6 separate regions of the Sus scrofa genome follow, and regions 1, 2, 3, 4 and 6 are each linked to region 5. The links are chromatin contacts, called in public Hi-C and HiChIP or PLAC-seq maps. All regions are on one chromosome and are shown on one strand. The core of a region is the stretch at or near the end of the contact, and the rest is flanking DNA. Distances in the headings are between cores, read along the strand shown.

Region 1 (4,162 bases), core at 845-3,344, 1.2 Mb after region 5:
AGGTGCAGCCCTAGGAAAGGCCAAAAAAAAAAAAAAAAGAGAGACCTCATGACATGTGCAGTTAAACTGAAGTGAATACTAGTAAAGCAACTGAGAAGAGACATAAGTGAAAATCAATTAAATCTGCTTTAGAATTAAAATAAAGCATCTAAACACTAAGAACATTCAAGTCAGTCCAGTGTACAAGGAAACTATAAATAGTTATTATAAACAGCTCACTATACCTGGTTTGCAAGATGAGAGTGACCAAACAGCTTGTGAACCGATTTCCCGTACTGTTCCAGTCCTCTCCAACTGCTTAGGGTCAGCGCCAGGAGGTGTCTTGTTTGGTGTGGTCATATTTAAAATATTCTATGTAGAGAAAAAGAATATCCACATTATACTGGGGGGGGGGGAAGGCTCAGCACCTTTTATAAAAGGGTGAAAATTAAAATGAAATAGCCAAATGGAGTTCCCATCATGGCTCAGAGGAAACAAATCTGACTAGCATCCATGAGGACGCAAGTTTGATTCCTGGCCTTGCTCAGTGGGTTGAGGATCCGGTGTTGCCATGAGCTGCCGTGTAGGTCGAAGACTCGGCTAGGATCTGATGTTGCTGTGGTGTAGGCCAGCAGCTATAGCTCTGATTTGCCCCCTAGCCTGGGAACCTCCATATACCCAGAGTATGGCCCTAAAAAGACAAAAAATAAAAATAAAATGAAATAGCCAAATGGATCACAAATATGCCCTGAATATCAATCATCTATTTCTTAAAAGGCGACATAACTCAATCACTGTAATTAAAAACTCTTGAGAATTCAGTTTTTGTTTCTAAAATACAACATATTATGACTTACGAGATGTGCAAAGCAACAGCATATAGTAGTCAAAGGGTATAGGGTCAAGGGGTCAGATTTAGTCACTCCTTTAGCCTAGAATTTGGCCAGGTCTGGGCTTTACTTCCTTTCCTGTCTGTCAAAGGGGTTGACTGGATCTATAACTGTAATGCTATGAAGTTCTATACATCTGTGAGTAAAAATTCCTAATGAAGTTTTCTCCCTCGAAAAGTCAGACTTAAAAACCTTTAATCCAGAAATATGTAAATATTGGTCAACATTTTAAAAAATCCATTAAGTGATGCAGAGAAAAATCACATCTTCTCACTGGTCGTCAAAAGTTCCATTTATACGTGCTTTTACTGTAGAATATAAAGTCAGAAAAATGCCTTTAAGGTATAGAAGTGAAGAACTGGTCTATTCTAAATCACTAGTTTATCCTCTTGTCTAGTGAACAACACGTAAAACTGCTTCAGTAGTGCAAAGTTACAGCTGCTGAACGCGGTTACACGTACATGATATTATAAACTTGGCCTAAAAGGTCTGTTTACCGTCTCCTTGACATCTCAGCTGTTCCCTAATCTCTACACAAGCACTTGATACCGCTTAAATAATAGTACACACTGGACTGTAAACTTCGGAAAGGCCTGAGGCTTAAATGCTCCATTAGCAATTTACTGAATGAATAAATAAATAAATAAATAAGTTCCATCATAAACTAAAGTATTTCTCAAGGTCTAGGTTGGTCTAAGTAAGGTCTAGGTTGAGACAATAAAACCTGTGGCCACACTGTCAAATGTCCAAAAATGTCCAAAAAGGGAAGAGCTATCTCTACATTGCGGAGAATTCAGCTGCTGAACTTGGTACTGGACTCCACCAAGTGGATAAAACACGGAGCTCGAAGAAGAATGGGTTCCTGGCCACATCATTCATAAGGTGAGGCCAAGGAGAGAACGCCACAGTAAGCAGTGCCTGGACCAGACTCTCTTGGTTCCGTTTGACATCCCTTCCAGAAGCGCTAGAATGGGCAACCGCTAAGGATCCATTCCTGACCCATCGGCCTTGAAATAGGAAGCGTAAAAGGAGACTGACAGTGGAGAAGAGATCGCATCTGTTTAAGCTGGAATCATTCTCCACGTCGGGGAAAGCCCATGCACTTACAGCTTGCAGACCCGGATTGCCTCCACTCAGGTTTTCGGAATCCACTGCTGCTCCGCGCCACTCCCCCTCGCCTTCCCAGAACCGCCTAGCTTCCCCAACGACGTCAATTGGGGTCGCAGTCCGATGATGTCATCCCATCGTCCCGCCCTCCTCCCTCCAGGGCTCTGCCCGGCGTGCTCTGCCGCGCACGCGTACATCGCCCCTGTGGCATGCGCGAGGCGGTGGCTGGGCACCGCCATCTTGGCCGGTGTGTGTAGGAACACGCTGTGTGGCTGAAAAGTGAAAGCAAGAGCAGATTTGGCTTCTGCGTTCCCCTCCCCAAGGGGAATCTGTTTCTCCAGGTACGTGAATAGCCCGGAGGGGTTTTGCCGTTAGCTTCGGTTTGGCATGGTCTAAACGCAGGTAGTGGCATTCTCGGAGAGCTTTTGGTTAGGCCTCAGGTGGCGGCGGTGGAGACGGCAGCGGCGCGTAGCAGCCGGCTTGAGGGAGACAGCTGGTAACGCCGGAGCGCGGGCGCAGCCGAGTGCTGAGGGCGCCTCCAGGCTGACCTGGCTTTCCGCCTCTGTTGCCCGCCGTCCCCTCAGCGTTCCAGTCTCCACCGCCTCCACTCCCCGCTTTACCGCGCTCCTACTCTGGAACTGAATCTTTTAGAAAGCCGCATCCCCTACTCCCCCCACTCCCCCGGCCCGGTGAAGGGGATGTAATGTCACGTGCGTATTTGATTATGGGACGTCGTCGCCTTTTTTCCCCACTGTTTGGAGATTTGGCAATGAGTCATGGCATCTTGCCGCCATGAAGTCGAATATTTCTTGTCCACTCCCAGTCTTTAGAGAAATGATGTCCAAACGTCAGCACTTTTTTCAAAGCAGCGTGTTCTCAGCTGTAACCGAGGTTGTTCCAAGTAATCTCCCAGGTGAACGCCATTAGCATTTTGGGTGCGCTTTTATGGTACTCTGCACGTTCCGTTTTCCTCTTTAGATCTTAAACTCCTTGAGATTACCGGTGATGTCTTTACTGAAAATACTTACTTTGAAGAGAGTGTACTTTGAGATTTGAATATCTTCAGAGCCCTGTTTGTTCCCAGGAGTCTCTTATTATAGAGTTTTTCCCTGCAATCCTTCCTGTGCTGTATCTTTCTCATTGAAAAAGAAAGGAGGGAATCCTGCCCATTTCTTTAAACTGACGTGGAAATTTAATTAATAGTGTTGACACAGTTAATTAACAGTTCTTCAAAGAATCTGTCCACTTAAATACATTATAATTTATCACTTTTTGATGTAAGTCAGGTTATTAGCCATCTCTGCTATGCTTTTATTTTATAAAAATCATCTCCTACAGTCTTGTTTTTTTTTAATGGTTTGGAATAGTCAATGAAACATTATGTAGTTTGGCAAAAATAAACTTTAAGCAGTTTCATTGCTAAATCAATGATGATTTATCCCCTCCTGGAGAATTCATTGTGCTGATTCACCATAATTTGTATGGAGTCCAGTTTGATTTTAATAGCTAACTAAAGAATCTTCAGTTTCTAGGTAATTATCGCTTCCGGAATGATAGTTGCTTTTTTTTTTTTTTTTTCTTTGCTTTTTAGGGCCACACCTGCCGCATTTGGAAGTTCCCAGGCTAGGGGGTCAAATTGGAGCTGCAACTGCTGACCTACACCACAGCTCATGGCAACATCAGCTCCTTAACCCACTGAGTGAGGGCAGGGATCAAAGCCGCATCCTCATGGATCCTAGTCCCATTCGTTATCACTGAGCCATGATGGGAACTCCCAGAATGATAACTTCTTTGTAGCAACTCGAAAGTCATTTAGTTTCTTCCTGTAATCCTTAGGAGGCCTAGACCAGTTTGGAAAAGTTTTAAAGGGGTAGAGTGAACCTATCAGATAACTCTGTTACATAAAACTTAAAATTTAGTTGGTTTTGGATTAGACTCCCCCCACCCCCTTGCACCCCCCCGCAAGCAATACATGCTTTAGTGAATAACTGTCACTGTAACATATTGGTAACTTGCAAGATTTCTGAAGTTGTTATAACCTGTAGGAAAGTTATTTACTGTATCTGAATTCATTTTCTTCATTTCCTTCAACAGAAATGTTTGAACTACTATGTGGTAGGCACTGATCCATCCACTGTAATGAACAGACAAAAATTCCCATGCTTATGATGGTGTACATTCTCCTT
Region 2 (4,138 bases), core at 180-2,679, 1.7 Mb after region 5:
TGCTGCAGGTGCAGCCTTAAAGGTTAAAAAGGGAAAACAAAAATTGTTTTTAAATTACAAACTTCATTTCCATAAGTAATAAAAATTGAACTTTCCTAAAATTTGACACCAAAAAACCCCACAGAAACATTGTACAGATGAGTAGCCCCAGGTTAAAAAAAGGAAGTAACATCTCCCAAATTCTATCTTTATTGCATTTACTGTGTTCAGGAGCTGTTATTCGAAACCAGGTCTGACTGCTCCATGCATTCATTCCACTAGACCCTCTTTTTATTTTCTACAAGTGATTTTTCTTGGGTCTACAACTACTCTGAGATAAAAGTAGTGGTCTTTTAGTCCAAACAATAAAGATGTTAAGGAAGACTAATTCACTTTTTATTGCTCTATATTCAATAAGTGTCAACTCGTATCAAATAAGGTCTAACCCCTCCCAAATGTATGCAATTACGCAAATCACATATGAAGACTGAGGTCTTGGCTCCAGATAGTAATTATAATATTAGCATAATATTATACTAGCATATATTTTTATTCTCCGTAATTTGATCCTTGCTATTGCCTAGTGATGCTGTCTTTATTACATTACAGCAAAGATTTGGGAGACATCGGTTTTTCCTAAAAGTCCTAGAACTCAATTAAATTCAGGTGATAATAATTATTACAGGATCTAACAGGGTTTCCAAAAAAATGAGTTACCATTCTGGTCGCAAATCTTAAGCATGTTGGTTTTCACCTTCTTCCCCCTTTGCGACTTTGCGATGGCTGTGAGCATGGGTCCTGGCTCCGGGTACAGGTTAGGAAATATTAATCAATACGAATGGGTAACTTTCAAGAGAAAAAACTGCTAGTCTTTCAACCGTGAAAGACTACGCCAAGCTTTAAAAACTTGAGTTACATTTAAGCTGAACGTTGAGCATTTACTCCAACAGGTTGGTAACTGCTTTGCGAAGTCTGAGTCCCCTTATTTCTCCAGCTTGTCAAACATACCATGCCTCGCCCTCCACCTCAGACCTAAGCTTACTGGAAGATGAGGGAGAGGCCGGCGTTCACGGACCGCCGCAGGCTGCAAGGGCCTGGCTGCGATCAGGCTCCACCTCCCGGGCTTCGCCAAGCATGAGAACGGACCCTACCCTCGAAAAAGCTACCCGTGAAGACCGTAAACTGTTCTGCCTCGCTCACTTTTCCGCTACGAGGCAGCCGGTCGACTTCCCCACCACCGCAGCCCCGGAAGTCTTCATGTTCAAGAGCCCGCGCCACACGCCCAAAGCCCTCGGCCACGTCCACCGGGACAGACGCCACGCCCCGTACCTCGGCGCTCCGCCCCCAGCCGCTCCCCGGGGTCCACGCGCCAGCAGTGAGCTCGGCGCCTGCGCACCGGCGAGGGCGGGGGCGGGGCGAACAGGTCCGGCGGAAGGGGCGGGGCGGGGCCGCACTTCCGCGGCCTCGAGAGGGTGAGTTACAGGGAAGTCTTAGTGCGGCGTCACGAGTCAAGGCCGGGTTCCCGCCACGGGCCGCCGGCCGGGGGGCCATCTCGGCGTCCGGGGCGCCCCCTGCAGGATTTGGGGCGGGGGAAGGAGGAGGAGACTATTGAGGTGGATGATGGGGGTTTGGGCAGGATGTGGACGAGCAGGCCGTCGGCAAACTGGGTTCAAAGGGAAGGTTGGTTTTGTTTTCTCCTTAAAAAGGAAATTCTCTAAACAGCGTTTGAGAGTATTTTATCACTTGGGGCAGGTTTGTGTGTTTTCCCTTGTGTCACATTAAGGCAGTTTTGGTAAGGTGGCTGGTACTTTGCCGCTGCCAAGCTTGGCGAATGGTGAACCAGAGGCTGGGTCGGAAAAAGGCAGCGATAGTCATGTGTAGCCACTACCAAAGAGTGAAATTAAAACTCTTTTTTTTTTTTTTTTTTAATGGAATCAAATCCGGGATATAAAAGTAGAGTTCAAACTCCAAGTCACAAACAGCATCTATGTTCTGTCAAATACTGTGCCAGGCGTGGGCTTGGTCTCTTCTAGCAAACGTACTGGATTCAAATAATTTGCCTTTCTCATTAAAACATGAAAGACAACCTCAGCCAAAATAGCATGTAAAATTTCTTATTACCTTGAGAGTTGTGTCCTAATACATATTCTTTGGAAAATAAACACTACTATAGCTTTTCCAAGTTTGTAGAAAGTCAAAGGTTTCTTGAAAACCTGTGCAGATTCCCAATTGTTTTGAAGTGTACAGTGTCCAGAATATTCTTTCATGTAGTAACGTTTTGTATTCAAGGTAATAAGAAAAAAGGTCAGGACGGTTCAGTTGTTTTAAACACTGTAGTCTGTGAGGAAGGACAAAAAAAACTTGAAAAGTTACATGTAACTAAGAAATGTAAGTTAGAGTTTGAGGTATTTTAAGACGCCTAAAAGCCTACATTTGGTGTGGAAGGTGCTGGTAAGTGGTTGAGACTTTGCCCCTCAGCTGATTGTTGTGGTGTAGGAATGTGGCGCTCTCATACACAGATCACATTTTGTCCAGCACAGCCCCCAAATCTGTGTTTTTTGTGACTTGACTTTTTTTTTTTTTTTTTTTTTTTTTTGTCTTCTTGCCTTTTCTAGGGCCACTCCTGTAGCATATGGAAGTTCCCAGGCTAGGGGTCTAATCGGAGCTGTAGCCGCCAGCCTACACCAGAGCCACAGCAACGCGGGACCCGAGCTGCGTCTGCGACCTACACCACAGCTCAAGGCAACGCCGGATCCCTAACCCACTGAGCAAGGGCAGGGATAGAACCCGCAACCCTCATGGTTCCTAGTTGGATTCGTCAACCACTGCGCCATGACGGGAACTCCCTTTTCTTGATTTTTAATGTTACTGGCAACCAATTTAGTTTTGCACTCGCACACCCTCTGTGGGCCAGGAACAACCAGATTATGACCTCTGCAGATTATCACCTGAGTACTCAAAAATAATTTGGATTAAAAAGAGGAAAACCTAGAAACCATGATAGTCAGGAAGGGATTTAAGAAAACAGTGGGTTGAACCTGGGTTGAATAGGAGAGGGGTCATGGTGAGGAAGGATGTAGCAGGCGAGTAAAATTTCAATTGGGAAAGTAAGCAGCAGGTTTGGAAGATGGTAAGATACTGAGTAAACCCTAGGAGAGGTCTGAGAAGTGCAGTAAGTAGAAGAAGACTGGTTTGAGAAACCCTTCAATACCACACAGGACTTTATCCTCAGGCAGTGGTTCTCAAACTTGAGCATATATCACCATCAGCTGGCAGACTTGACCCTGCCTCCAGAGTTTCTGGTTCAGGAGGTATGGAGCATGAGAATCTCCCTTTCTTATCAGTTCTCAGTTGATGGAGCTGCTGCCAGTCTGGGGACCACATTTTGAGAACCCCTGTCCTAGGCTGTAGGGAAGTTTTGGAGGGATTCTACTTGGGTTAGTAAGGAGATCCCATTAACAGTTCAGTATGAGTCTGCTGTGAAGTCGAAGATGGAGGACTGGAGAGGGGAGGAGAGAAAGAGAAAAGAAGGTTCCTTACAGTTGATTAGCTCCTGCTTGATGCCAGGCCCTCTCCTGAATACTATTTCATTTGTACTTACTATGACCCTGAGGTGTAGGTCTTCATATTTTCATATGGTGAGTAGTAGAAATTGCCCAGGTCCCATAGCTAGTCTCAGAGCCCCTTAGTTAGACTTTTTCAGATTTGAACTCGGCTAGTAGCAGCGGAAATGAATCAAGACATTGATGGGTAATGGAATTGTGAAAAATCGAGACTTCCCCCAAAGATTGAAACCTAAAAGTATACTTTGGGAAATCTTAAGTCTTAACCTGGAAAGTGATAAGAGGTAAAGTGGACAGAGAACTTTAGAATATTCCCCGAATGAATTCAGAATGTGTTCTTTATTACTCTTATATAACAATGACCTATTTAAAAGTTTCTTGTTTAAAAAATCATTCTTCTCTACCAAAGTTTGCTGAAATTATTTGAAAAGGAGAAAGTAAAGCCTTCTGTTGGGTGGAGGGAGATGGTAAACATTGATGGCGTCTGACAGTTTTATCTTCACATCAGAAGTGATTAGCACTGAGAAATGAAAACACGTGGTGTTACACTGTTTTGCCTGTTGTGAACCTCGCTGTGCCTCAGACACTGACCTAAT
Region 3 (4,239 bases), core at 764-3,263, 1.9 Mb before region 5:
GCCTTTGTTTTCCATGTAGGTATATCTGATAAGGCCTGGTAGAAGCACACAAGTTAGTCCAGGAACCTAAGTAGGTCCCTCCTCCTCCTTGAAGCCAGAACTCTAATCTTAGGATTTGGCCAGCCACATGGAAGAAGGAAGCCATAGAGAACAGGAGAGAAAGAGAGAAAGTCAATCTTCCCCGGGGCACAGGACTGGTTTAACGCATCTGCTACTTACATGCAAATGAATTCATGGAAGAGAGAAGAGAAAATCATATGCACATGGTAATTTAATGTATAGTGATCCTGCTCCCAATAAATGCTGTTCAGTCAGCCTCTCACATTCTTACCAAACAGGTTAGCATTCTCCTCTCTTGGAGAGAAACATGAATAGAAGTGGGCCATCAGGCAGCATGGAGACAAGGAAATATGTTCCTTTCTGCCCACTCTATCTTCAGTGTAGCACACTGAAAAGGTAAAAGGATTATATAACTGTACTACAGAATTATCTGACTTTCTATTATATGAAGGTCTTGTGTAATAACCGAGAGACCTCTGAAATAAAGGTTTGTTTCTACTTCTTGCCAATTTGCTTTGCCTTTCTGAATCTTTTTATGTACAACGAAAAATATCCATTGAGTTGATCTTTAAGTTTCTTTCAAGATCTGAGTCTGTGTTTTATTATTATAGTACATATCCAGATTTCATTACCAAGTTGATTGTTGGTTGCTTCTATGGGGCAGGGATGGTGGCTTATACACCCTTTACATGTCTAGTGTTTACAACTAGCACCTTTTAAAAAATGTTGGTTGAGGTGTGGAAAAGTGTGCACTGCTATTTTGTTAAAATTTATGTTAAATAGGAGATGGAGGTAATGTAACAGGGGATGTAATATATATTTATAATTTTACTTGCCAGAATGTCCCTGGAGGTATAAAGAAACTAATACTGGTTCCTTTTGAGCATGGGGGCTGAAGGACCAGGAGTTGTGCATGACAGTGAAAGTTGTTTTTCAATATGTTTGTCTTTTTACTTACGTTTTAATTCTCCCCTTGGTCTTTCTCCTCCAGCCACCCTACCCTTCTTGCTATTCCTCCAACTTATGAAGTATGCTCCTGATTCAAGGCCTTTGCACTTGCCATTCTAGTGTCTGAAATACTCTCTAGCGTCTGGAATATTCTCCCTTCACATACTCCTTTACTTCATTCCAAACACTGCTCAAATATCCCCTTAACACCGATACCCCTCTGACTCCCCTGTATGTAAAACTCTTCCTCTCTTCCCTAATATACCCCTTACTATAGTGCCATTTAACATACTAAATATTTTCATTTATTGACTGTATGACTCCCTTTTGCAACACTGCCTGGTGCATAACAATCAACACATACTTGTTGAATTAATGAATGTACTGTTTGAGGTTCGATTTTTCTAAAAAATCATGTGCATAAATTACCGTAAATTATTTTTTTCCAGAAAAAAACAACTAGTTAAGGAATGAATGTTCGCTGAATCAGCTATTAGCTTTTTATTATTGTAGGACAAAGTCCAAACTTTTTACTCAACGTACAGGGCTCTCTATCTGCCACGGGCAAGTCATTCAACGTAAATTCCGTTTTCTCATTCTTGAAGTGGGACTGTTACTAATTAAACCACAGAATTAAGATTAAATATAGGTGAAAGCGCTTCTGTACCCTTGGCGCTATTAAAACTATACAAAGCACATCGCTTCTCCGGTGCCTGGAATCTAGGAGGAGTACACGGTTTCAACTTACGCAAAAGACCTTAAGTTCAAAGCGAGAAAAGTCTACGAAGCCGCCGCACCAAAGACCAATCTTCGGCGTGGGGTGTGCCTCGAGGGAGCGGTTGCCAGGGCAACCGTCGGGCGTTCCTGGAATCCGAGTACGCGCGACGCGGCAGCTCCGAGCGACGTCCTTTCAGAGATAGCGATTGGTGGACCTCGGGCCTATCGGCGAGCAGGTGGGGCGGGACGGGGGCGAGCAGAGTCCCGGGGAAGGCGTTCCCGCTGCCTGGCTCCCGACTTCCGGGTCGCGGTGCTTGCAGGGAGCGGACCGCGGGTAGCGTCGTTTCCGTTGCCGGCAGTTTGCAGTTGGGGAAACCGAGGCAGCTCCAGCTCCCCCTAGTTCTTCCGCTCTCGTGAGGTGGCTGCTGTTTCTTTTCCTCTTGCCCGGCGCCGTTTGGGTGCTGCTGAGCTGAGGGCGCGCGAACCCCGCGGTGTCCTACGGAAAGTCCGCGCAGGGCGCCAGGGCCGGCGCGGCTTTGTGCTAGCGGTTCCCTCCCACCCTTGGGCTGGGCGCGAGCTGGGCTTGGCCAGGCTCCAGAAGGGGGGCTCGGCGCAAGCGGCTCCCCGAGGGCTGGCGAGCTGGCGTTTCCTCCGCTTGGCATTTCGGCTTCTTTTGTCCTGATGAGCGAGGAACAGATGGATTCATTTTAAAGTCACAGTTCAGCCCATTTTTGATTGCACTGATTTTGCACTGATCTGCGGGAATCTCGAATTTGACACTCCCTCGGGAAATGGAGTGATATATTTGTGAGTTTAAGGCAGGAAGGAGATGAGCATTTTTGAGTAATTACTCCTGACTTGCATTTCCCCGACCCCGCTTCATTTAGGAATTGAAGATTTTTCTTATGGGATAAAGATTCTGTCTTATCGAGGGTGTCGTTTATTACTCTTCTTATTATTTCTGCCCTTCACTTGTTGAATGGAATATCGACCATTAGCCAGGGTGTGATTCTTACTCCGAGTTCAACTTGTGTACTTCAGTTTGTAAGCCATATGTAGTGTTCTTATTTGCTGGGATCACCTGCCTGTGCGACAGATGTTACTGGAATTATTCACAGGGTTTAAGAAGACTTATTCCTTATACGAACAATTCTGATATATGGTATATTTGATTTCACTGTTGCTTAGCTGGGGTCGTTTTGTTCTTAAGCAGTTGAGCCCTGTTCTCAAAAAATAAGAAACTAAAATAGAGAACTGAGAGCGTGAATCTAATTAAGTAATTTGACTTTCACAATTGTTTAAAAGTGGTAAGTTGGCCATTTGACCAGCCATCATTTAATTAATCTAAATGTTATGTCCTACACCTGTCATTGTTTTCTTAGATGCTTAAACACTACTACTAAAATAGACATAATGAAATAACTATATTAGTGTAATTTGGAATTGATGAGTTGGATAAACTGTGATTTTTTTCCCCTTTTAAAAAATCCAATTTAAAGCTATTAAACCTGTCCTGTATTTCCTTCTTCAGGGAAAAAAAAAAAATGTTTATTTCTTTGTGGGAGTTCTTCTATGGGCACTTTTTCCGATTTTGGATGAAATGGCTCTTAAGACAGATGACTGGAAAATGTGAATTGCAGCGAATTTTTGATACCTATGCAGGTGCACAGAGGACACACAGAATAGGTAATGTTCAAAAAAGAATAATTGAAAACGAATAAAATTTTAACTTAATGTTCTCAGTGCTTACAGTGACAGATGTACTCATGTATCATGGTCAAGTCACTTAATCTCAGTTTCATAATCTTTGAAATCTAGCTTTGAAGTCTTCCAGCTCTAAAAGTGATTTTCTAGAAAAAAGAAACTCGTTATTACTTAATTCTGCATCTGTGCAAAGAGTAATCTTCTCTAGCTCCTGAAATTCATCAGTTGTATATTAGATTATACTACTACTTTCTAGAGGAAACTCGCTACTTCTGTAAGCCCTTTGAAATTTTCACTCAAGGGAAAGGAGTCCGTTTTTCATATTCAGCATTCTTCATCAATCTTTTGATCTCATGTAATTCATGAAAACAGTACTACTAAAAATCTGCACTGTCCTGTACAGTAGCCACTGGCCACATGTGGCTGTTTATAATACTTCAAATGTGATGAGTCTAAATTGAGATGTGCAGAAGTATAAAATATACACTGGATTTCAAAGACTATATGAAAAAAATAAAAGTGATCTTATTAATTGTTTATATTTATTGTATGTTGAAATGATAATGTTTGGCTCTCGGATTAAAATATATTAATTTTATCTGTTTCTTTTAGTCTAATGTGGCTACTAGAAAATGTTATAGTACATATGTGGCTCACATTTTGGCTCACATTATATTTCTTTTGAGCAGTGCTGCTCTAGTATGTGCTAAAATTGATGAGCTTTCCATACTTAATTGAAAATATTTTTTTAAATTAGAACACAGAAGAATGGAGTTCCCATTGTAGCTCCAGTGGTTAACGAATCTGACT
Region 4 (4,561 bases), core at 865-3,364, 1.5 Mb before region 5:
CTCACGTTTCCATCTAATTCTCTCAATGAGCCTATATGTGGGTAGAAGTAACAGCCTCTATGCCTGGTACATCGTGGCAGGAAATAGGAACTGCGCGCCTTTTCACAAAAGCAAAGGCTGGGCGATGTCATCCTCATCCAACAGATATTTTACTAGTATCTTCTCCTTCATAAAATTTCCCCTTTTGTCTGTTGCTCCACTAGTAAGAAAACGATGGGATAGATTAGGTTTAACTATAACTCTCTGAGTATGTTTTGTAGATGATTCAAAGAAAGGAATCCACCAAGTCCAGACATTTTGAAGCCTAGAGACCTTGAGAGTGGCAACACCTTATGGGATGTGTAACACTTCAGCTGCACGTAACAGAGTTCTCAACTAAAAATGGCTTAAAAAACAATGTGCTTCATATCTCACGTTACAAGAAGTCCAACGGTAGATAGTTCTGAGGTTGGCAAAGCCAAAGTTTAACTCTGATCTCAAGCTCTCAGATGCTTTCTACCTGTCTGCTGTGCCACCTTCAGGGTGTCATCAATGTCTCCTCTCACAGTCACAGACAGCTGCAGAAACTCCAGGTGTCACATGCAAATGCAAGAACAGCGCCTCCAAAAGGGGTGGGGAGGTTGCTTCCCATAAATCTTTTATTTTGTTTTATTTTTTTGGTCTTTTTGCCTTTTGTAGGGCCGCTCCCATGGCATATGGAGGTTCCCAGGCTAGGGGTCTAATGGGAACTGTAGCCACCGGCCTACACCACAGCCATAGCAACGCGGGATCCAAGCCGCGTCTGCAACCTACACCACAGCTCACGGCAACGCCGGATCCTCAACCCACAGAGCAAGGCCAGGGATCGAACCCACAACTTCATGGTTCCTAGTTGGATTCGTTAACCACTGAGCCATGACAGGAACTCCTCTTTTAATTTTTTTTTAATTTTTAATTTTTAAATTTTTTTTAGGGGAAAAGGGAGAAATTCTTAGTTATTATAGGACATTTTTTCTTTATCATTACATTTCAAAATAGCTATGTTGAGATGATACAAAATATAATTGAAGTGGCAACAAAAATCAAATTATTATGTGGAAGAAAATCTTAGTTTTCTGCAAAGTAGAGAAACTTTAAGAGAATGAAACCTAAGCGTATTGCATTGTGATTTTTTTTTTCTCATACACAATTCATTTGGCTTCACCTCATTCTGTTATCACTTTGTGATTTTTTTGATTTGGCTTTTTTTTTAACTTCTTTAAATAACAAGAAAATTCTTTCCAGCAGCTGTAGCTCTGATTCAGCCTGGGAACCTCCATATGCTGCTGGTATGGCCCTAAAAAGAAAAACAAACAAACAAAAAAACAATGCTGTGAGAAGACCAAGGATCAGGTAAGTCAAAAGTAGTCATGTTCAGAGTCATACAGCTTTTTTTCCCCTCCCGTTTTAAAAAGTTTTGTGGGATAGTTGATTTATAATGTGATAATTTCTGCTGTATGACTCAGTGACTCAGGCATACACATAACCATTCTTTTTCAGATTCTTTTCCCACATAGATTATCACAGAATACTGGGTAGAGTTCTCTGTGCTATACAGCAGAACTCTAGTCATTGCATAGACCACAGTGTGCAAATGCCAATCCCAAACCCCCAGCCCATCCCTCCTCACCGCCTGTCCCCTCTGGTAACCATAAGTTTGTTTTTGAAGTCTGTGAGTCTCTTTATGTTTTGTAAATAAGTTTATTTGTATCATTTTTTTATAATAGATTCCACATATAAGTGATATCATATGTTAGGAATCAAAACAGCTTTTTAAGTCACTGCATTTGCCCTACGGCTCCATCATCTGACTCTTCGCCTTGTGCTTTTCTCTCCTGATGCTCAGAATAGTGCCAACAGCATGATAAACACTCAACAAATACTTGTTAAATAAAAAGATTAACATTTAGAATCTGGAAAAGAATGCATGACATTTCTGTAATTTTTTTTACGGAGAGTTTGAGAAAACAGAAAGCACTATAACATGACAGCCACTAGAGGTCGCTAAAACTCCACGCAAGGAGAATATGTTATTTGGGAACGAACAGGCTGATCCTCTTAAAATCCCCAGCGAAATGGTGATGGCTGTTACGTAACAATTACTGACTTTCCAAAGCTTTTAGGAATTGCAGTTATACATAGCTCAAGCTTAGTGTTTTTAGCATTGACATTTGCAAAACATTCTGCTGAGCCAACATAGCCATTTTTTCCCTGTGACATTTATCTATATTTAGAATTACTGTTTCTTTTTTGTAACAGAGATGGTGCGATTATTTCGTTAACAGAAAAGGTTTTTTCCTCAAAGTTGATTTTTTCCCTCATTGTTATATACCCAAGGAAGAGCCATCTGTATTTCCCATGGATATAATTTGAGAGACATTTAGAAGGCAAACCCTCTTTTTCCCTGGGCGATGCTTGCAAGGCAGTCCCAGCAATCTGAAATTGCATCATTAGCTCTTTATTACTTTTTCTTAAATTTGTGTCCCCACATTGTGCTCCAGAACAACATTTCCTAAACTGATTTTTTTTTTTTTTTATATGTACGGTGTGAAATCTTCCATCAAAAGGAGGGCTCCTCAGTCAAGTCAGTTTGGAAATGCTGTAAGCAGTAGCCCCCAAGTGGATCTAAGAAACCACACGGAAGGGAGAGAAGTTCAACAGCAAAGAAACAGTTGGGTTACTTAGTTTACAAACCATTTCCACATCTTTGACTAGAAGTTAGCAAACTTCTGTAAAGGACCAGATAAGGAAATATTTTAGACTTGGTGGGTCATCCTGGGTCTCTGTGGGAATGTCTCAAATCTGTCACTAGGGCACAAAAAAAAAAAAAGAAAGAAAGGCTCTGGACAATACGTAAATGTCTGAGTGGGGCTGTGTCCTGACAATGCTTTGTTTATGAACCCTGACATTTAATTTTATAAAATTTTCATGTCATGAAATATTACTAGCGTATTGATTTTTTTTCTTCCAACCATTTTAAAATGGAAAAACATAGCTATATGTGTTTTACAAGCAGTTTGTTACGTGCACCCAAACAGGCAGTGAACCAGACTTGGTCCACCAGCCAAAGTTTGCCATCCCCCGCTTTAGACTACAAGCCCTCTCTCCTTACCTTTTATATTTTTTGTGTGGATTCTATTAAGATTTAGGGGACAGTGGAGCCTCCAGATGGAAGCTGCCTTGATGGACATTTTGCTTGTTCTCAATTTTTCCTATTATAAAATGCTATAATTCATTGGTTATATTCGTAGATCTCTTTTTAGATATATTGTTTCCTTAAATAAATAACCCAGGACATATATGGGGGCAATCGAGGCACCAATAGGTAATTCAAGAAAAACTGTAACTTTGCTTTTGTTTCTGGACAGAGGTCATTCTTCTCTCTGTTTGCTAATAAGACAGTAGTTACATACCTGGGCGTTAGCCCAGAGAGTGGGAAAGACAAAATTATCCAGACTCCATATTTTTGTTTATCTATTCCAGAGGCTTTGAGTAGGGAAAGGAGGATGTGAGGGCAGAGAGGACTTGACCATAAATTATTCTGGTAAAGCTGTAGCACACTGGGGAAGACGACGTTAATCCTGGAAATAGAGTTTTAATGTTTTGAGCTATACCTGAGAAATTAAAAAAAAAAAAAAAAAGTCCAGTAAAAGAACTTGACCTTCTAGGATGGCACACTAGAAATGTCAGGTCAAAGCAGATCAAAATCAATCTGAAAAGTGAGTATAAAAAAGTAGATCTCTCATATTTGAGGAGAGGGAATCAAAGTGACAGACCCTACAGTTGGGGGTTAGCTGTGATGGTTACAACCTGCAACAACGCCGAGAACGGCACAGCAGCCCTTGGTTGTATAGCTCCCTAGTTTCCCAGTGCTCTACAGCTATGATGCTGGAAGGTGGGTCCAGATCAGGATCATCAGCAGTAGCCTGTTACATATGCACCTCATCAGGCCCACCAGAGACCCGTGAAGCTGGTCCAGCAATCTGTGTTTTCATTAACACTTCAGATTATCTGAAAGTTGCTAAAATTTGAAAAAAAACGCTGTTCTACACCCACTTTCTCTTTCTCAGACAAGTAAGAGAATGTTTGAAAGCTGTCATGGATTATTTGGCTAAGGCAAATCAACTGCTACAAGAATAGGTATGGAAAGGAAGCCTGATGGAAGGCAATGGCTGGAGGAATTAGAACTCTGCATTACAGGAAAAATGCTGGTTGATAGCCTAACAAATCTAATCTGATATCCTAACAAATCTTATCCAAAATATCATATCATTGTATAAGAGGTCTTTGTGCAGAAGAGAAAGAAGGATAACTGCAAAACTTTACAAATAATCTAAAACTGTATCTCCTCATGGGAAAATACAGAGTAAGATTAATTTCTCGATAAATATTTCTTGGGTAATTTTTTGTCATGTTACAATTTGGTGATGTTTCAGAGTAATTCATTTAGGCAGGAGAAACAAAACACTCAGCAGTTGAGCAGCAGAAAAAGGTCCAAGAAGCACAATAAAAATATTAATGTCTGACATGGGATTCAGAGTGA
Region 5 (4,058 bases), core at 323-2,822:
AAGCCAAACTTTTCTCCGTAGTTCTATCTTCCATCTATTGGAAAAGAAAAAGTTCCAAAGCTATTCCTGTGTTGTAGCAAGATTGCTTTTTAGATCCATCAATTATCTTTTATCTTCTATCTCTTTCTGAAAACTCGGTCTCAGGTTTTCTCTACCCAGGTCTTACCTCCTCTAAACTGCTATTCTTTTTAAGATTACCCTAATTGCTGTGTTAAATATACTAGTATAACCATTTTATAAATTGGTAAAAACCAAAACACTATTTAGCAAAGTAAATAGCTTACAATTTGTTCATTTTTCCACTGGATACTTTAAATGAACCATTTTTTAAAGTTTGTCAGTATCACAGGCCACTAATGATTTCACAATTACATTGGTGAAGACTTAACAGGGCTATAATTAGGCAATATTTTCCAAATTAAAGGCCTCTGATTAAAGACTAAATTCTTACTGTGAATCTTTGCAGTTTAACTTGAAAGACTACAAGGAGGATGACTTCATCTGTTCTTCATTATAAACCATCTTCAGTGTTAGCATACATATAAACATTATGAAAATTTAAGCTTGTATTTTATTTTTCAAAATACTCTTTCGTTCTTTCTCACCTATCATTTACCTTACTCTACACCCATTTTCTGGACAACTTACAAATTTTCCATATGCCATAAAAGCTCATTTAAAAGAGATTTGCTGGAGTTCCCCATCTGGCTCAGTGGTAAAGAACCTTTGAACCCGACTGGGCTCCATGAGGATGCAGGTTCCATCCCTGGCCTCTTCAGTGGGTTAAGATACCCCGTTGCAGCGAGCTGTGGTGTAAGTCACAGACATAGCTCAGATCCAACTCAACGCCTAGACTGGGAACTTCCATATGCCACGGGTGTAGCCCTACAAATAAAAAAAAGAGAGAGAGAGAAAGAGATTTGCTAAAAGCTTGCTAAAGCAAACCTCTATTGACAACTGTTTCCAAATGTATACTGCCGCCAACACATCCCTTACCACAATGTAAGAGTAAAGCACTGGCATTTAAGAACCCTAGCTCATTTACTGATGAAAGATCTAAGACCTTAAACGATTTGCCTTCAATCCGAATTCTGAGTTCTTTTCCTTACTTTCTCCCCAAATGCTTTTCTACTCCTGCTTCCAAAACTTTCTCATTAACAAGATTTTACATAAATAAACTTTTATCAGCCTATCACAAGCAACCTGACCGGGACAGAACGGACAGAGATCCAGAGATCGGAAGGTGGGAATCCTAGAATCGCAGCCACTTCTAACACTTCCGCTCCTTGGCCGCTCCTCCAGAAAAGCCGCCTACCACTTACAAAGGATCCCCTGCGATGGGGGCGTCGCCGCGCGACTCCAAGAGAGGCGGCCGCGCTTGCGTAGCACCGAAGGGGCGGGGCGGGCCCCCGAGCGCAGCCCGGGAGTGTGTAAACGAGCTGGGGCGGAGAAGGAGGGTGAAGGGTGGGGCGGAGGGGCGGAGGGGCGGAGGGGCGGAGGGGCGGAGGGGCGGAGGGGCGGAGGGGCGGAGGGCGGAGGGGCGGAGGGGCGGAGGGGCGGAGGGGCGGAGGGGCGGAGGGGCGGGCCTTTCCGAAGTTCCGATTTCCTTCACTTCCTGTTTGCTGCACTTCTGCATCCGGGTCAAGGGTGTCCACCTCCACTTCTCCCCGGCAGATCCGGCACCCTCCGTGACAGCAGCTCTTGACTCTACCCAGGGCGGGTTTTATCCCGCGACCTGTTGGAGTCCGGACTCCCACATCTGCCACGGGTCGCGGAGGCGCACTTCCTCATCTTCCCGCTCTCAGCCCCGGGGCCTGAACGTCCGCCGCCTCCGGGGGGCCCCGCTGGCCTCTCCGCGCTGATGCTGAAGGGGACCGCGGGCCCGGGGCAGCGGCGGAGTGTGGGCCTCTGGCTTCTTAGGCCCACCGCTGACGGTGCCGGTTCTTACGCGCCCCAGGCTTGCCAACTCCCGCCCGGGCTTGGATGGCCCTCTCTGCCCGATAAATGAGGCTACTGAGCAGGCAGTGGCGGTGGTCGGTCCAGCTGCTGCTCTCCAAATTCACCTCCGTCCCGGGTTTCTCCAGGCACACCTCGGGGTTGTGGCTGCCCGCTCCTTACCACCTGGCCCTGGCTTTGCAGCGTGGCGACAATGGACAAGATCCTGGAGGGCCTGGTGAGCTCTTCGCACCCCCTGCCCCTAAAACGGGTGATTGTGAGGAAGGTGGTGGAGTCGGCGGAGAATTGGCTGGACGAGGCGCAGTGCGAGGCCATGTTTGACCTGACGACCCGGCTTATCTTGGAGGGCCAGGACCCCTTTCAGCGGCAAGTGGGCCACCAAGTGCTGGAGGCCTACGCGCGGTACCACCGGCCAGAATTCGAGTCCTTCTTCAATAAGACTTTCGTGCTGGGCCTCCTTCAGCAGGGCTACCACTCGCTGGACAGGAAGGACGTAGCCATCCTGGACTACATTCACAACGGCTTGAAACTGATCATGAGCTGCCCCTCGGTGCTGGACCTCTTCAGCCTGCTGCAGGTGGAGGTGCATCGGATGGTGTGTGAGAGGCCCGAGCCGCACCTGTGCGCCCGACTCAGCGACCTCCTGAGCGACTTCGTGCAGTGCATCCCCAAGGGGAAGTTGTCCATCACTTTTTGTCAACAGCTGGTTCGAACGATAGGCCACTTCCAGTGCGTGTCCACCCAGGAGAAAGAGCTGCGGGAATATGTCTCGCAGGTGACAAAAGTGAGTAACTTGCTGCAGAATATCTGGAAGGGGGAGCCCTCCACCCTGCTGCCTTCCCTGCAAGAAGTTTTTGCAAGCATTTCTTCCACAGGTAAGGGTCCTTCCACCCCAAGAAAATCTCTCTTGGAAATTTAATATGTGCCTCTCATGTACACACCGCGTTTGCTTCCCTGCTCTGAAAACATCTTAATGGGAGAACATTCTTAATACTCTCATCCATATTCCCATCCACTGCCCTATTCTGGCTGTCACGTTGGACCTTAAAAAACAGTCAGTGTTTTTGTTTTAAAGGTTGAGAACGTCAGTCTTAGACCTTTGGAGCAAAACAGGTTGCTTAATTACCCAGCCTTTGCTCAAGTTATGGAATGCTTTGCCAATGACAGCTACTATATAAAGCTCCTATTCATTAGTGACTAATAGCCGCATTAAAAATGTTTACCATATTATTACTGTGCTATGACTCTGTCACCTTGTTGGAATGAGTTGTTCCTTAGTTTCTGAATTCTCTGATTTTTTTTAATTCATGGAGGATGCCATTTGTTTTATTACTGATTATCCTATTTAACTATGTAGTTCTTGCATATTGCCATTTTCTACCTACAGTAGTTTGTGAGAGTGGATACAGGTGGAGTGAGGGAAGGGAAAGTAAGTGAAGGCTTAAATAGGTGTTTTTGAGTTCCAGGTGTAAATAGCCCATCAGCTGTGTCATTAGAAATCCGGGAGGGGTTAAGTACTTAGCAGGAAAGAGCTTTATTGCCAGGAATTTAACATGTGCGTTGACATTCCTTGTTCAGACATGGCACTTCCAGCTCTGTAAGTTGTGAAACAGTAGATCCAAAACTGTGTTCCTCCCCTCCCTCTTTGCTTGGTACAGCTATTCTCTGGCTGTTGTTCAAAACTGAACTTGTAAAGGAAGTATCCTCCTTTTATCTTGAGAATCAGAAACAAGAGTAGAGTTTTAACAGGCTCCATGCTTTTTGATAGATTGAATATTTTAATGAAAGAATTGCCAATTATATATTTGCAGTATCCAAGTTGGTTTATATTTTAATTCTAATTGATCTTGTATTGTCTGTGTTGCTAGAACAGATTTCTCCAGAACCTTTTCAGCTGTAACAGTAAAGGTGCTCACCTTGGATTTCCTTAATCTTTATGTAGTTTAAGCAAAGTCCCCCTAAAATTCACCTCAATTTCTACATCTTTAAGAGATTTTAAAAATTTTTCCCTTAATGTGATGATTATTGTAACTAAGATGTAAATTATTTTGGAAGGTCTAAAATGGGAGTTTAAATGAATTTAAATACCTTGCACTTCTTTT
Region 6 (4,090 bases), core at 564-3,063, 1.4 Mb before region 5:
GGATTAGGGAAATGGATAACAGAATATGGTGTCTCTGGGAACAAAAGGAGTGGGCAGCAAACAAGGATACTGCTCAGTTTATACAATCAAAAGAAATCAAGGGATTGTCTCATCTGGAGCCCGAGAACAAGGCTCTAATACTGAGTCCCCATTCTTTGCCTAGTTTTAAAGTCTGAGCCAGATTTTGGATCTGGAAACCATGAACAGAGAAGATATCCATGGGAAGAAGGCCCTGAAGTATCATATACCATGTACATTGTAATAATTCCCCCATTCCTTTCCCAGAGGGTTCCTTGCAATATCCTTGGCTAACTACATGTAGGTGTGGCTGCCTCTGTACACCCGATGTCAAATAGAAATGTAGAGACAGAGGTGGAGGAAACAGAAAAAGTATCTTTCATTGCCAGGCAAAGAGAGAACACAGCAGGCTAGTGCCTCAAGGAATGTGCTCCCTTGGAGGGCGTGGTGAGGGGTCTTATAGTGTCAAGTAGCGGGGCGTGATCAGATAGTGGACATTTTCTTGATTGGTTGATGGTGAGGTCATTGGGAGTCAGTGTTATCAAGCTTCCGGTTCCAACCCCGTCTGTGGTCTACATGCTTGTGGGAAGCATACAGTTAACTTCTTCTGCCCTGTGGGGGCTTCGGCACCTGCAAAACAGCTCTAAGGACATGGCTCAGAATATTATCTATAGTCTCTGAGGAAGATCTAAAGATCCTGGATTTTGTTGAATGGTTAAACTATTATTATTCTGTCTTGCTTGACTGTTTTACTTCTTCTCTGTTTTATCTCATTTCTCTGATTAAATTGATTCTTTGACTATAGTTTTTCTATAGATAAAAAGGCAGGTGGAGGACGGGTGTGGGGTCTACTCTGGGAAGGCCTCATAGGGTCCTGCTGGGTTCCACAGGGAAAATGGAAACATCGAAACATTTCTCAATTAAATGGCAGATACAAGAATTCAGCTGCCTTCTATGAAACTTTAAAGAGATTTGCAAAAATGTAAGACAGTACCACTCTTCTACGTTTTTTGTTTGAGCAAATATAGTTATTTTTCTTAGAAATATGTTATTTAGGAGTTCCCGTTGTGGTGCAGTGGTTAATGAATTCGACTAGGAACTATGAGGTTTCGGGTTCCATCCCTGCCCTTGCTCAGTGGGTTAAGGACCTGGCATTGCCTTGAGCTGTGGTGTAGGCTGCAGATGTGGCTTGGATCCTGCGTTGTTGTGCATCTGGCATAGGCCGGTGGCTACAACTCCGATTAGACCCCTAGCCTGGGAACTTTCACATGGCACGGGAGTGGCCCTAGAAAAGGCAAAAAGACAAAAAAAAAAAAAAAAAAAAAAAAAAAAAAAAAAAAGACATGCTATTTATACTAACATGTGATAGATTTATCAATGCAATTTTTTTGAATGAATTTATTTTATTTATTTTGTCTTTTGTCTTTTTAGGGCTGAACCCACGGCATATGGAGGTTCCCAGGCTAGGGGTCCAAGTGGAGCTGTTGCCGCTGGCCTACACCACAGCAATGCCAGATCCGAGCCATGTCTATGACCTACACCACACCTCATGGCAATGCTGGATCCTTAACCCACTGATTGAGGCCAGGGATTGAACCTGCAACCTCGTGGTTCCTAGTCGGATTCGTTTCCACTGTGCCACGACGGGAATTCCTATAAATATAATTTTTAATAAATTTGTAAACATTAAAAATTTATCTTTTTTTATTTGATAAACATCAGTAGAGTATAACCCACATAAAAAAACTTGTTAGGATTCTCAAGTCTTAAGAGTTTTCAAGGGGTCCTGAGACCAAAAGTTTTAAGAAAGTTTAATTGCTACAAGAGATGATATGACAAGCTAAACCTTCTGTGTAATATTGAATCAAGTTGCATATTCTCTTCGCCCAAGTTTCATCATATGTAAAATTAGGAGTGAATGCTATACATGTAACGAAATTAGAAGGCCAGGAGCACAAAATGATATTGTTTAGCTCTTACTGATATTATTCTATTTTCTCTATGAGATAGGAGGGAACAATATCTTCTAAAACTGATGGAGGAAGTGGAAGTGGTAGAAGTTTGAGAAAGGGGAGATTTGATGAAGCCCTCATGGAGAAGTTTTTTCCTCTTAGTTTTGTCTCTTCCTTTAGATTTCTCCTTTTCTAAAAACAAAATTGAGGAGGCCTTCCCCATCTTTTTCCTCCTTCTGTTTCCCCATCTTCCCTCTTGGTCAGGTCTTCTGCCCAGGGCTGGGAGCTCCGCCCTCCGCGGGAGAGGGAGGGCCGGGGCGGAGCGAACAGAAGTGGGCGTGTCCTCTCCTGTCGACGTGCGGCCGTGAGGACGTTGCTTACGTCAGAGGACATCCGGTCCGGCTCTCAGTACCCTGAAGCTGCTCGGTCCGCCTTCCGTGGGTTTAGTAGCGTTTCTCCACCCGGAGTCGTGGTCCAGGAATAGAATCTGGTGCTGCTGCGGGCCGGCCTCACGCTATCCCTGCCCCTCGGCCCCCGGAGTGAGCCCGGCCTCCCTGCGAGGGTGAGCGAGGTCGGCCCGGAGCGCGCGCGAGGGAGGGTGCCCCGCGGGCGGGGGCCGGCTGTTGGTTCCCCCAGCCGCGTGGCACCTACGTCGTCTCCTTTGGACGCCCCCTGCGCCCCGCAGGGTCCTCGGGCTGCAGACTTACCTCCAAAGCTGCAGGCACCCTGGGCTTGTTTCCTCATTTCGTGACACGGGCCACGTCCTCGGGAAGGGCTTAAGTCCATATAAGGCTGAGAAATAGAATTCACTCTTAAAGTTTACAAAACAAACTAGGCGGAAAAAAGGAGGCTCAACTTAGCGGGTTCACCCCTGGGGACGCAGGAATTCATTCGATGATCACCCTGTGATTATTTTATGAACTCCTTTGGCCAGGGCAGTACACATTTTTTTCACCTTGTGTATTTTGTCATTTTAAATACTGGAAGAGTGACCTAGTGGACTTGGACGTTACTCCCAGTAACCACTTACTCAGTTAAAGCTCTCGGCCTGGTTTGTCTGTATTTTTAAGTCTCAGCTAACGACCACTCGGATTTTTTTTTTTTTTTTTTTTTTTGGTCTTTTTGCTGTTTCTTGGGCCGCCCCTGCGGCATATGGAGGTTCCCAGGCTAGGGGTCGAATCGGAGCCATAGCCACCGGCCTACGCCAGAGCTACAGCAACGCGGGATCTGAGCCGCGTCTGCAACCTACACCACAGCTCACAGCAACGCCGGATCGTTAACCCGCTGAGCAAGGGCAGGGACCGAACCCGCAACCTCTTGGTTCCTAGTCGGATTCGTTAACCACTGCGCCACGACGGGAACTCCCACTCGGATTTTGATTGGGCATTCCAGCGTTAGAGTTGAAACCCATAAAGTAGGAAAACTTTTATGAATGACCTTAGTTTTGTTTTAGGTACAAGCTGGTATGTGATTTTGCTGTATTGTAACGAGACATGTAAATTTCGAGGTGCGGTTTTTTGAAACTCCGTGTATCATGGACATGACTTTGATTTCTGCCAGGCAAGGCTGGGAGCCAAACAGTGTCAAGAAAAATAGGGCTAGAATCTTCAGGGAACTTGTGATCTTCAGATGGATGAAAAGCCAAATAAAAATGTGTTATTTAGTAAAATTCTTGTTTTTCTAAACGTGGTAGTTATTTCAACTACCTTGTAAAAGCCAGTTTTAAAGCCCTTATTTTTGTATGTGTGGTAAACATATGCTGTTCATTTTGAACTCTCTTAAAACCGTGTGCTCACTACACATAGAGGGAAAAGCAGCTTTCAGAGTCAAACTAACTCTGACGCTTTTAATATTTTCTTCAGGGAGGACAGTTTGGCTTTGTAGTTTAGGTTATTATTTGACTTGACTACTAGATGTTTTATTTAGGTATTACATGGGAGAAAAAGGACTTAACACTTGCAGTCTTGGCAGCATCAGGTCATCTGAATATGTAGCTTAAAAAAGCGATATGAACTGGGTAAATAATACACTCTTTAGTGTTTTCTTGTTAATGATGTGTCCCTAATAATTTTTTTCACTTGGTACAGACTAATTTTTAAGGAATATTTAACATCAGAGAA

What was found. A called contact is a pair of places that touch in the nucleus more often than the background predicts. HiChIP or PLAC-seq counts read pairs in DNA pulled down with a chosen protein or histone mark.
Region 1: a contact with region 5 is called in a Hi-C map of embryonic fibroblasts, with 2.4 times the contacts expected there. The contact joins the promoter of ABCE1 here to the promoter of USP38 in region 5. A contact is called at or near these places in 2 of 5 promoter capture datasets (fetal liver and liver), 2 of 47 Hi-C or Micro-C datasets (embryonic fibroblasts and heart right ventricle) and 1 of 2 datasets of contacts at active chromatin or transcription factors (alveolar macrophages).
Region 2: a contact with region 5 is called in a Hi-C map of liver, with 10 times the contacts expected there. The contact joins the promoter of LOC100523624 here to the promoter of USP38 in region 5. A contact is called at or near these places in 1 of 5 promoter capture datasets (liver) and 1 of 47 Hi-C or Micro-C datasets (liver).
Region 3: a contact with region 5 is called in an H3K27ac HiChIP or PLAC-seq map of alveolar macrophages. The contact joins the promoter of ELMOD2 here to the promoter of USP38 in region 5. A contact is called at or near these places in 1 of 5 promoter capture datasets (liver), 1 of 47 Hi-C or Micro-C datasets (liver) and 1 of 2 datasets of contacts at active chromatin or transcription factors (alveolar macrophages).
Region 4: a contact with region 5 is called in a Hi-C map of skeletal muscle, with 5 times the contacts expected there. The contact joins the enhancer-like site here to the promoter of USP38 in region 5. A contact is called at or near these places in 2 of 5 promoter capture datasets (fetal skeletal muscle and liver), 3 of 47 Hi-C or Micro-C datasets (embryonic fibroblasts, heart right ventricle and skeletal muscle) and 1 of 2 datasets of contacts at active chromatin or transcription factors (skeletal muscle).
Region 6: an H3K27ac HiChIP or PLAC-seq map of alveolar macrophages shows a contact between it and region 5. The contact joins the promoter of ZNF330 here to the promoter of USP38 in region 5. A contact is called at or near these places in 2 of 2 datasets of contacts at active chromatin or transcription factors (alveolar macrophages and skeletal muscle).

The regions. Positions count from the first base shown.
Region 1 is chr8:83,351,140-83,355,301 of Sscrofa11.1, reverse strand. It overlaps ABCE1 (ATP-binding cassette sub-family E member 1), which reads left to right and starts at 2,094. Exons shown (of 18, transcript XM_003129170.6): 1 at 2,094-2,317. It overlaps ANAPC10 (anaphase promoting complex subunit 10), which reads right to left and starts at 1,992. Exons shown (of 5, transcript NM_001177927.1): 1 at 1,977-1,992; 2 at 225-351. The coding sequence starts at 339.
Region 2 is chr8:82,862,120-82,866,257 of Sscrofa11.1, reverse strand. LOC100523624 reads left to right here and starts at 1,429. Exons shown (of 13, transcript XR_002346751.1): 1 at 1,429-1,451. It overlaps LOC102165892 (a long non-coding RNA gene), which reads right to left and starts at 1,291. Exons shown (of 8, transcript XR_002346753.1): 1 at 697-1,291.
Region 3 is chr8:86,544,426-86,548,664 of Sscrofa11.1, reverse strand. It overlaps ELMOD2 (ELMO domain-containing protein 2), which reads left to right and starts at 2,013. Exons shown (of 9, transcript XM_021101556.1): 1 at 2,013-2,143; 2 at 3,257-3,411. The coding sequence starts at 3,270.
Region 4 is chr8:86,068,329-86,072,889 of Sscrofa11.1, reverse strand. It overlaps LOC106504720 (a long non-coding RNA gene), which reads left to right. Exons shown (of 4, transcript XR_001298412.2): 2 at 261-341; 3 at 1,267-1,371; 4 at 2,586-3,659. Among named protein-coding and RNA genes, the nearest start is that of RNF150, 17 kb to the left of the region's middle. Within about 2 kb of position 2,114, at least 7 of the 83 cell types and tissues checked have an H3K27ac peak or open chromatin away from gene starts, as enhancers often do. A contact at or near this core is called in skeletal muscle, where this site is marked.
Region 5 is chr8:84,598,558-84,602,615 of Sscrofa11.1, reverse strand. It overlaps USP38 (ubiquitin carboxyl-terminal hydrolase 38), which reads left to right and starts at 1,572. Exons shown (of 10, transcript XM_021100666.1): 1 at 1,572-2,831. The coding sequence starts at 2,150.
Region 6 is chr8:86,034,461-86,038,550 of Sscrofa11.1, reverse strand. ZNF330 (zinc finger protein 330) reads left to right here and starts at 1,813. Exons shown (of 10, transcript XM_021101553.1): 1 at 1,813-2,532.